Regions from separate parts of the Hordeum vulgare genome. Here region 1 is linked to region 2. The links are chromatin contacts, called in public Hi-C maps. All regions are on one chromosome and are shown on one strand. Each heading gives the region's core, a stretch centred on a gene start, on an enhancer-like site or on the middle of the called end of the contact. The rest is flanking DNA. Distances are from core to core; before and after follow the strand shown. Region 1 holds the start of LOC123447464 (glutamine synthetase cytosolic isozyme 1-3). Region 2 holds the start of LOC123447460 (probable inactive receptor kinase At1g48480).

Evidence for each region. Hi-C and Micro-C count contacts between places; a contact is called where the count stands out from the background.
Region 1: a contact with region 2 is called in a Hi-C map of leaf, with 1.7 times the contacts expected there. The contact joins the promoter of LOC123447464 here to the promoter of LOC123447460 in region 2. A contact is called at or near these places in 3 of 6 Hi-C or Micro-C datasets (leaf and seedling).

The regions. Positions count from the first base shown.
Region 1 is chr4H:17,745,681-17,750,109 of MorexV3_pseudomolecules_assembly, forward strand. LOC123447464 (glutamine synthetase cytosolic isozyme 1-3) reads right to left here and starts at 3,154. Exons shown (of 12, transcript XM_045124069.1): 1 at 2,860-3,154; 2 at 2,417-2,456; 3 at 2,160-2,263; 4 at 1,966-2,014; 5 at 1,690-1,796; 6 at 1,492-1,579; 7 at 1,234-1,362; 8 at 1,054-1,128; 9 at 906-959; 10 at 780-817; 11 at 536-695; 12 at 148-434. The coding sequence starts at 2,933. The coding sequence ends at 264.
Region 2 is chr4H:17,582,169-17,586,467 of MorexV3_pseudomolecules_assembly, forward strand. It overlaps LOC123447460 (probable inactive receptor kinase At1g48480), which reads right to left and starts at 2,269. Exons shown (of 2, transcript XM_045124064.1): 1 at 772-2,269. The coding sequence starts at 2,140.

The DNA.
Region 1 (4,429 bases), core at 1,904-4,403, 160 kb after region 2:
GAAACCAAATGAATCCTTGTGTTTACAATGGTTTGTCTTGCGATTGAAGAAGACCACAATTAAGTGCCAAACGTAGGTGCCATGACCGCATAACACGAGATGTTTGCAGAAGCGGAACATACATCCAGCAACGGCAAGCGCATCACATCACATCAGTTATTGCTTCATCATTTTTATTCAAACCTTGCCAGTCTCATCACTGCAATGCAGATCACGCACACACAACCACGGGGCGCTTACACATAACACCATCACAGGTAACTCTACTTGCCATTGGAGAGACCGGCCTTCCAGAGGATGGTGGTCTCGGCGATCATGGAGGTGACGACGTAGGGATCCATGTTGGACGCCGGCCTCCGGTCCTCGAAGTAGCCCCTGCCTTCCTTCTCGGTGTCGCGCCCCACCCGCACCGACGCGCCGCGGTTTGCCACGCCCTGGAAGAAACAAGAAAAACAAACAATGTAGACGGAAAAGCAGTAAGAAGAGAGCAATGGTGACGCTCTTGTCTCAAGTCTCAACTCGCCGTATTACTTACCCATACGAAGGTGTTGATGTCGGCGGTCTCGTGGCGGCCGGTGAGCCGGCGCTCGTTGCCTTCCCCGTAGGCGGCTATGTGCTCCGTGTGCCGCGCCTCGAGCTTCTTGATCGCCCTCTTGATCACCTCGTACCCGCCCTCGCTCCTCATCGACTTGGTGCTGCATTCAGACATCATCAGGATCATGCCATGACCCATAGCACAAGAGTAGCGATGCATTAGTTTCGCTTGCTCTTTAGATTACCTGTAGTTTGTGTGGGCACCGGCACCGTTCCACTCTCCCTGCAATCACAAACATGTAAGAAATGGCTAGCTGGCCAGTGCAGATCAAGTTGAGAATTTTGGTACAACAAGATGAAGAAATGCTCACCGGGATCGGTTTGGGGTCGAAGGAGACGACGACGCCGGCGATCTCAGTGATCCTCTGTTGGGTCACACACAAAACAAAGATGTTCTTATCAGCAAAAGTTGCATTTGATTTGATTCATTCAACTAGACGAGGCAGTTTTACAATTTACCTCGAGAATGTAGCGAGCCGCCCAGAGCTCGTCGCCGGCGGAGATGCCGACGGAAGGGCCGACTTGGAACTCCCACTGGTTGGTTCAGACAGAAGATCATCAGCCCATGAGCATATTTTTTCATGGACAAAGGGGCATCCAAATATGTGAATGTGATCCTGCGCCTGAACCTGAAATTACCTGCCCTGGCATGACTTCTGCATTGATGCCGCCGATGTTGATGCCGGCGTAGAGGCAGGCCTTGTAGTGGGCGTCGACGATGTCGCGCCCGTAAGATTTCTCCGCACCCGCGGCGCAGTAGTAAGGCCCCTGCCACGCACATTTCATCGTTCATCACTTTACTGAAGTATGATGGGCAAGCATTTTTGACAGCAAGTAATTAGCTGAATTTTAGCATTTGCAACTGAAATGCTGAGTATTGAACATATCTATAGTTACCTGAGGGCCAGGGTAACCCCCTAGTGGCCAGCCAATGGGCCAGTTGGTGTCCTTCTGGAGAAGGGTGTACTCCTGCTCAATCCCATACCTATATTTCAGGCAACATAAGAGAGGGGGTACAAGATTAATTGCCACATAAATTATGTGCAAAGTTAATTACTTGACTAATTTCTATAGAACGGAGCAACTGATACTGACCATGGTTCTTCAGACTTGACATCAGGATGGCCGAATATCCTCGCCGCGTTGTACCGCTTGTTGCTCGGAATCGGCTCTCCGGTAGGCGCATAGCAGTCACAGATGACCTAAAATTTACCATAGGTGAAAAAACAGTCTGGCATTCATGAACAAATTCCAAAGCTGATTCACGCAGACAAAATAAAATAACAATACAAAACTCATGCCATAACCTTTGTGTGTATATATATATCGTATTTATGAATGAAAAAACAGAGAGGAGGATCCTGAATTTACCAGGATGTTGTTCCCTTTCCTGAACGGGTCCCTGAAGATGGCTTGGGGTCTTGGCAGAAGCAAAAAACATGGAGTTCAAATCAGTTTGACCTCAGGCCCAAGGCACGCAAGCCAAGGCAGGGGTTGATTGAAGAGTGCAACCAAGAAGAAGTGCCGGAGGATTATCCTCAAGAAAAAAGGAAAAAAGGTAGTACCGGAGGATGACTTCGCTGTCGTCGCCCGTGGCTTGGCCGGTGCTGGAGCCGTCGAAATTCCACTTTGGAAGCTTGCTGGGGTCGTCCACGGGTCCGGGAAGCGTCTGATTTGTGAACGTCCAAGGGATCCAAAGGGGCAGAAAAAGTGTTAGGAACTTGCTACTACTACTTGCAATGTATTTTTTTAGAGTGATGGTGATTCTCTTTAGGGTAAGGATTAAATGGATGATTATGAGGGTGGGAGGAACTCGGCCTACCCTGGCTTTGCTCCTGACGTCCATCCCGGTGCCGCCGACCCTGAGTTAGGCAAAGCGTAAATGTGAGCAGATTTTTCTTGTTTTTGTTCTGAGGGAGTAAATGTGCGCAGATTAGTAATGGCTTTTTTCTTCCTCTTTTGGAAAATGGATGCTGATCGGTGCTATTGCTTCTGTAACTTATCATCAAGACGTGAAGAAGGTGAAGACAGGGGTTTTTACTTGGCTCAAATCTGAGAAACCCAACCAGAAGGAAATTTCAGATGGGATTTGTGGGGAGGAGGAATAATCTGTGGCATGCCTAACTCGGGATAAGAACTAGAGATTTCAAGAAGCGGAAAAGAAAAGGATGAAGTGGATTTTGGTGTGAACTGTGAAGGAAGGTGAGATGGGAGGTTGGGACAGTGGTGAGGGAGGCGGAGGAAGAGGAAGCCGAGCGGTGTTACCATATGTACTCGGCGATGATCTTGCCGGTGCAGCCGGACAGGTCGAGGCTGAGAAGGTCGGCGAGCCGAGACATGGCGAGCTACCCCTCCTCCTCCTCCTTCTTCTTCTTCTTCTTCTTCTTCTTCCTCCTCCTCTTCTTCTTCTTCTTCCCCGGAGACGGAGCCTGAGCCGGAGAGGGAGGGGGAGAGCAGGCGGAGGAGGAGGGAGAGGTGTTCTTGTGGGAGGCAAATGGTGGCTAGCTCTCTTGGAAATGCGGGGGGAGGAGGAGGGGCGAGTGGGGGTGGTGTCGCCGTAGCTGGCTCTGCCCCTCTATAAGTAGGTAGGAAGGGAGCAGGGTGGTGACGGGGCCCCCGAAAGGTTGGTGGGCGTTGCGGCCGGGCTGCGTACGTACGGCTGTCCCTCCGCGCGTACGTTTCCGCGGCCCGCGCGCACGCAACGCCTTTTCCACTGCACCACTGCACCGGACGCGAGCGCACTCGACCGGTCGGGTTTCCTCCCTGTCATGTGATGTGATGTGATGTGATGATCCCGATCCCATGCGTACGCACGACCGCGCTTCGCCGATCCGCGCACCACCCACCTGTTTCTTTTTAACACGCTACGTATGCAAGAGTTAATGTACACGCGTATATATTCTTCGTTGCAAACGCGCACGTACACATCCTATTTTTACGAGCATTTAAGAAAAACTGAATCAACATTCTTTTTTTTGTTTGCGGGGTAACTGAATCAACATTCTATTTTAAGTTTTGTTAAGTTATCGTAGACGGCTCGTCGTCGATGAAAACGTCTTTTTTCATTAATAAAAGAACTAAATAACACACTACATATGCAAGAGTTAATATACACGCGTATATATTCGTCCTTGCAAACGCATACGTACATATTGTATTCCTATGAGTATCTAAAAAAAAACTGAATCAACATATCATTTTGAGATTTACGAATTTATCGTAGACGACTCGTTGTTGATGACAACATCTTCTTTCATTAAAACATACTCCCTCCGTTCCAGTTTATAAGTCCGGTAGGTGTATCTAGGTCGTCAATTTGACCAACTTAATGCGAGACATATATTACGAAAAATATATCATTAGAAACTTTAGATGTTCTATTTTTTAATGATATTATTTTTATGTTAAATAATATATTTTATATAAGTCAAATTGACGACCTAGATACACGTGCATGCCTTATAAACTATGACAAAGGAAGTATTATGAAAAATGTTAAAATAAATTCAGTAATAATGCAAGCATCAAGACATGGCCCCATCGTGCTCGTGTTCTGCTGTGCGAGATTACCTAACAATTAATTAAAAAAGGTGTCTATTCCTTCGGTCGGGGAAGGGGAAATTGGGTACGGGGAAGGGGAAAAGCGATGGACTTTGAGACGACGACCTTCTTGCTTTGCCTTGCTTATGCATGAAGCAGCTGGCTAGTGGTGAAGGACGAATTGACCTTCTCTTGTCCCGGCGTACGTCCGTGCAGTGCGAATCCGGGTGGACTACTGGCTCACTGACCCGACGGATCTTCCCGACCGGTCGAAGCTAGATGGTGGCATGACATG
Region 2 (4,299 bases), core at 1,019-3,518:
AAACAAACAAATAATAGACCTAAGCACAATTGAGGAAAGAAATATGGGACTATGAAAAGCAAACAACAGTTCTATTCGACATTCAGAAAATTTGGAGCAGATTGGTAAAACCACAAACCTGAAGGGGGCAGTTGACTGCAATACAAGTATTCTAGCCACAAACTTAGTCTCAGACCAGAAGGAATATCACTAAGAATAGTCAGAATATGATTCAATAACAACACCGAATAAATAACACTTAAAATCCTAATACTTTGGATATCAAGCAAATAAACAAGATCTGCATCAAAATTAGCTTGACGTGTCACCTAATATGCTGACAAACGTAGACTAGAGATACTCAAGCCATGACAGATGTAATAATAGCTACACCCTCTGTTTCTAAATATAAGCATAGTTAAAAAGGCGCGCCTAAGCGAGCGCTCAAGTGCACCTAGGCTCTAGGCGATAGCAAAACGCTAGCGCATAAATACGCTGGCAAAACACACAATTAACGCTTAGCGCTTTTTTGAACTAAGACAACTAGTTGGTTCAATTTAAATTGCCGAAACATTTTATATATAGGAACGGATGTAGTACAAGACAATCGTCCATAAACAACTGCAATCCAATTCTCAAACATTTACGAGAAATCCAAGTCCATCGCCACCCATGAAAAATGCAAAAATAAGATAGACGCAAGCACGAGCACAACATATGCAGAACAGTAATACAATGATCAGAGTATGAGTACAGAAAAACTGTAAAGGAATTGAGATGTGGAATTCTCACCGTGCAAGACTGCAGAAAGGCTCCCCATGGGCATGAAGTCGTACACAAGCAGCTTCTCATCTTTGCTGTAGTAGTAAGCACGGAGAGGCACGATGAACTCGTGCTGGAGCTCGCCAATGTCAGCGATGCGGTCACGGAACTCGGGCTCAGACATGGTGACATCCTTGAGCCGCTTCACCGCCACGGTAGCGCTGGATTCAAGCACAGCCTTGTAGGTCGTCCCGATGGCACCTTTGCCAAGGACCTCGGCCGACGCGCGCAGCAGGTCCTCGAGGTCAAAGGGTTGGACGGCAGCCGCTGACCCGAAGAAGACCAGCTTCTTCCCTGAAGTCGATTGACCCGCGGGGTGGCCGACAGTGGCCATAGGAGCCACGGCCGAACCGCTGGGCAACTCGGGAGGTTTTCGGCCGCCGGGGATGACGGCGGGGGACGGAGACGGAGGCGGCATCTCCAGAGCCCGCGTCTTGGTGCGCCCCGACCTGCGGCAGAGGCAGATGAGGAGGAACAGGAGAAGCGCGGCGCCCACGACAGAGGCTATGGCGATCCCGGCAATGGCGCCGCCGGAGAGCTTGTTCCCCTTCTTGTCAGTTTGTTCGTCGTTTCCGCCGTTGGGGACGTTCGTCGCCGGTGTTGTCGGCGAGGGCGTCGTCTCCGTGGGAGCCGGAGAAGGAGGAGGGGCCTCGCCAGGGCAAGGGCCGAGGGGCCCGCCGCAGAGGGCCGACATCCCGAGGAACGCCGCGCGCGGCCTGGAGCGGAGCGAGGCGGGGATGGATCCGTTGAGGCGGTTGAAGGAGACGTTGAAGTCGCGCAGCTGCGGCAACGGGAGGTCGGGAATCTCGCCGGCGAAGCGGTTCTCCTCGAGGAGCAGGGTCCTGAGGCGGGTGAGGTTGGCGAGGGCCGGCGGGATGGCGCCCGAGAGGCCGTTCCCGCCGAGCGAGAGGTGGAGGAGGCCGGGCAGCGCGAGGAGCGGCGCCGGGAAGTCCCCCGAGAGCCGGTTCCCGTTGAGGAAGACGCTGCGGAGCGCGGCGAGGGACGCGAGGTCGGACGGGAGGGCCCCCGAGAGCGCGTTGTAGCGGAGGCTGAGCGTGTGGAGCGCCGTCAGGTTCCCGAGCGAGCCGGCGGGGACGGCCCCGGTGAGCGCGGCGCCCGGGAGGCGGAGGATGGTCACCCGGCCGCCCTCGCAGGTCACCCCCGTCCACGCGCAGACGGTGGCCGGGTCGGTGACGTTCCAGGACACCCGCTGGCCCACGGCCGCGCGGAAGGCGGTGAGCGCCCGCGCGTCGGTCGCTAGGTCGGCGGTCGCCCGGCAGCATGCCACCGCGAGGATGGCCGCGAACGCCAGGGCCAGCGCCGGCCGCCGCGACGGCATCGCGGCGGTGGTGTCTGTTCCGGGTTGGGGGGCGGGCCTGCTGAAGAGCGAGCGAGGGAGGGAGGGAGGAATGGGGTGGGGGGTTGGGTGGGTCGGCGGGGGGGAGGGAGGGAAAAACCCTAGAAACTCCCGTGCGGATCTGGCGGAACGGCGGGCGGGTTTTATTCCGCGGGGGTTGGGGTTTGGTGGGCGGCCGCGCTGACGGGAGGAGCAGAAACAGGAGCCCGACCCAAGCGGTGGGAATGCGGGTCGGCTTCACCCCGCGGTGACGAAATCCTGCGTTCCGTTCGGCCGACGGGGACGGGACTGGGATTGCGACACCGGCCAGACGGCCTCGGGGCGGGCGCCGAAAGCCCGAACGAACAAATGCGTGCTGCTCCGCGTGCGCTGCGGGGAGGGATTGTTCCGAGCTGGAGCAGCCGCGTCAGTTCCACTCTCTTCCTAATTTTTTACCCTCTCCACGGTTTCGTCAGGGGTACTACCGTATTACGCAACAACAGATGGCCCATATTTACTGCTCCTCCGGCGTTCGCCGGTCGGTCCGGCATACCGGCCGCCGCCGAGGATGAAAGGTCGGCGGAAAGGGTCAGGGCATCGGTGCTGTGGTTTTGCCGTGAAACCGCGTCTGCGTGTTGACCCGTGCTGCTCCGGCCTCGGTGTGGCGTCACAACGGACGCTTTGGGATGGATGGTGCCTGCGTGTGGCGCTGGTGAACCGGGCCGAGGTTCCGTCCCGGAGCACGCAAGGAAGCGGATTCCATGATGCCACGCACCGGCATTGCGCACCTGCGTGTGTGCGCGCGAACCGTTTCACGTGACAGCCGGTGGATTATTTACCGGTCGATTACGGGCGGCTTTCTGGCCGATGATCGCCTCGTCATCGCGCCCTCATGACGCTTGCCGTGCCGGGCGTTGCAAAGCGCCGCTTCGGTCGGCGTGGCTGGGTCGCCATCTGGCATCTGCGCGTCACCGGCGCCACGTGTCCGCGCGCCCTCCGCCCGCGTGACCGCGCGATGCAGCCGTTTTGCGTTTGGGGGGCGTGATGGCATTTCAGACCACGCGCCATGTCATTTGAAAATTTACGGTTTGTGTTTCCCTAAAAGAAAGCTACGGTCTGTGTTGGCATGGTGAGCGTTTGGCATGGCAGATTTCAGCATAACGTGCTCCGGCGTCATCAATGGCTGCCTGTTGCGGTTTATGGCGGGTTGCGCGGGCGAACTACGAGCGCGTGTTGCGTGGTTGGGGGGGGGGGGGGGGAGGCGAAGCGTCGAGCGGGGTTGCAGACGGTGCGTGTGTCAGGATTAACTCATGTGGTTACATGTGTGGCGACCTTGAGAGGGGGCAAGATCATCCTAAATAAAGCTTGCTGCCCCTCTCCGTTCACTCCTTGGTATCGACGTCTAAAGTTATGCACATCCTAATATGAAGGGTGTACTCTTGTATTAATGATGATGGGACATATCGGGTAGCGTTATTGGTGTGGGCTGAAGTGTATGGCGGCGGGGACGGAGGTCAAGCAATGGCACTCGTGTGAGCTAACACCAACAAATTTACAAATTCTTCAATGAATTTGCACTAATCCTTGTAATTTTGTGAAGATGACGCCACTGATGTCGAGCTGGCCCCACTAAATCCCTTTCTAGTTGTATCCTGATAAGGCGGGCCTAGGACCATTTATTTCTCCCTTCCATCTTTCTTGGCGCGCTCTGGCTTACTACGCATACGTTGCATGAAAAAAACAAGGAAGGTGAAGCGTCGAGCGGGATTATGGCCATTGCATGCATGAGAATTAAATCCTATGGGTACACGTGTGTGCATGGTATGGCGAACTCAAGACGGGTAAGATCGTCTAAGAAAATATTTTGCTACCCCTCCCGTTTGCTCACTCGTATAGGGGTCTGAAGTTTTATGCGACCTGATTAGGAACGGTGGGAGTACATGATATTTTCGAATGGGTGCCTATTGAAGTATATGACGGCCATAGGATCTTATATTTCTTCATATCATCCGCCATGCGTGCTCGAGAAAACTACATGCATCTGTTGTACGGAGAGGATGAAACGATGAAGGTGAAGCGTCGAGCACGATTAGACAATTGCAAGCCTTGGAATTAAATCATATGGGTACATGCACGTGTGTCGTGGAGCGACCTGAAGAGGG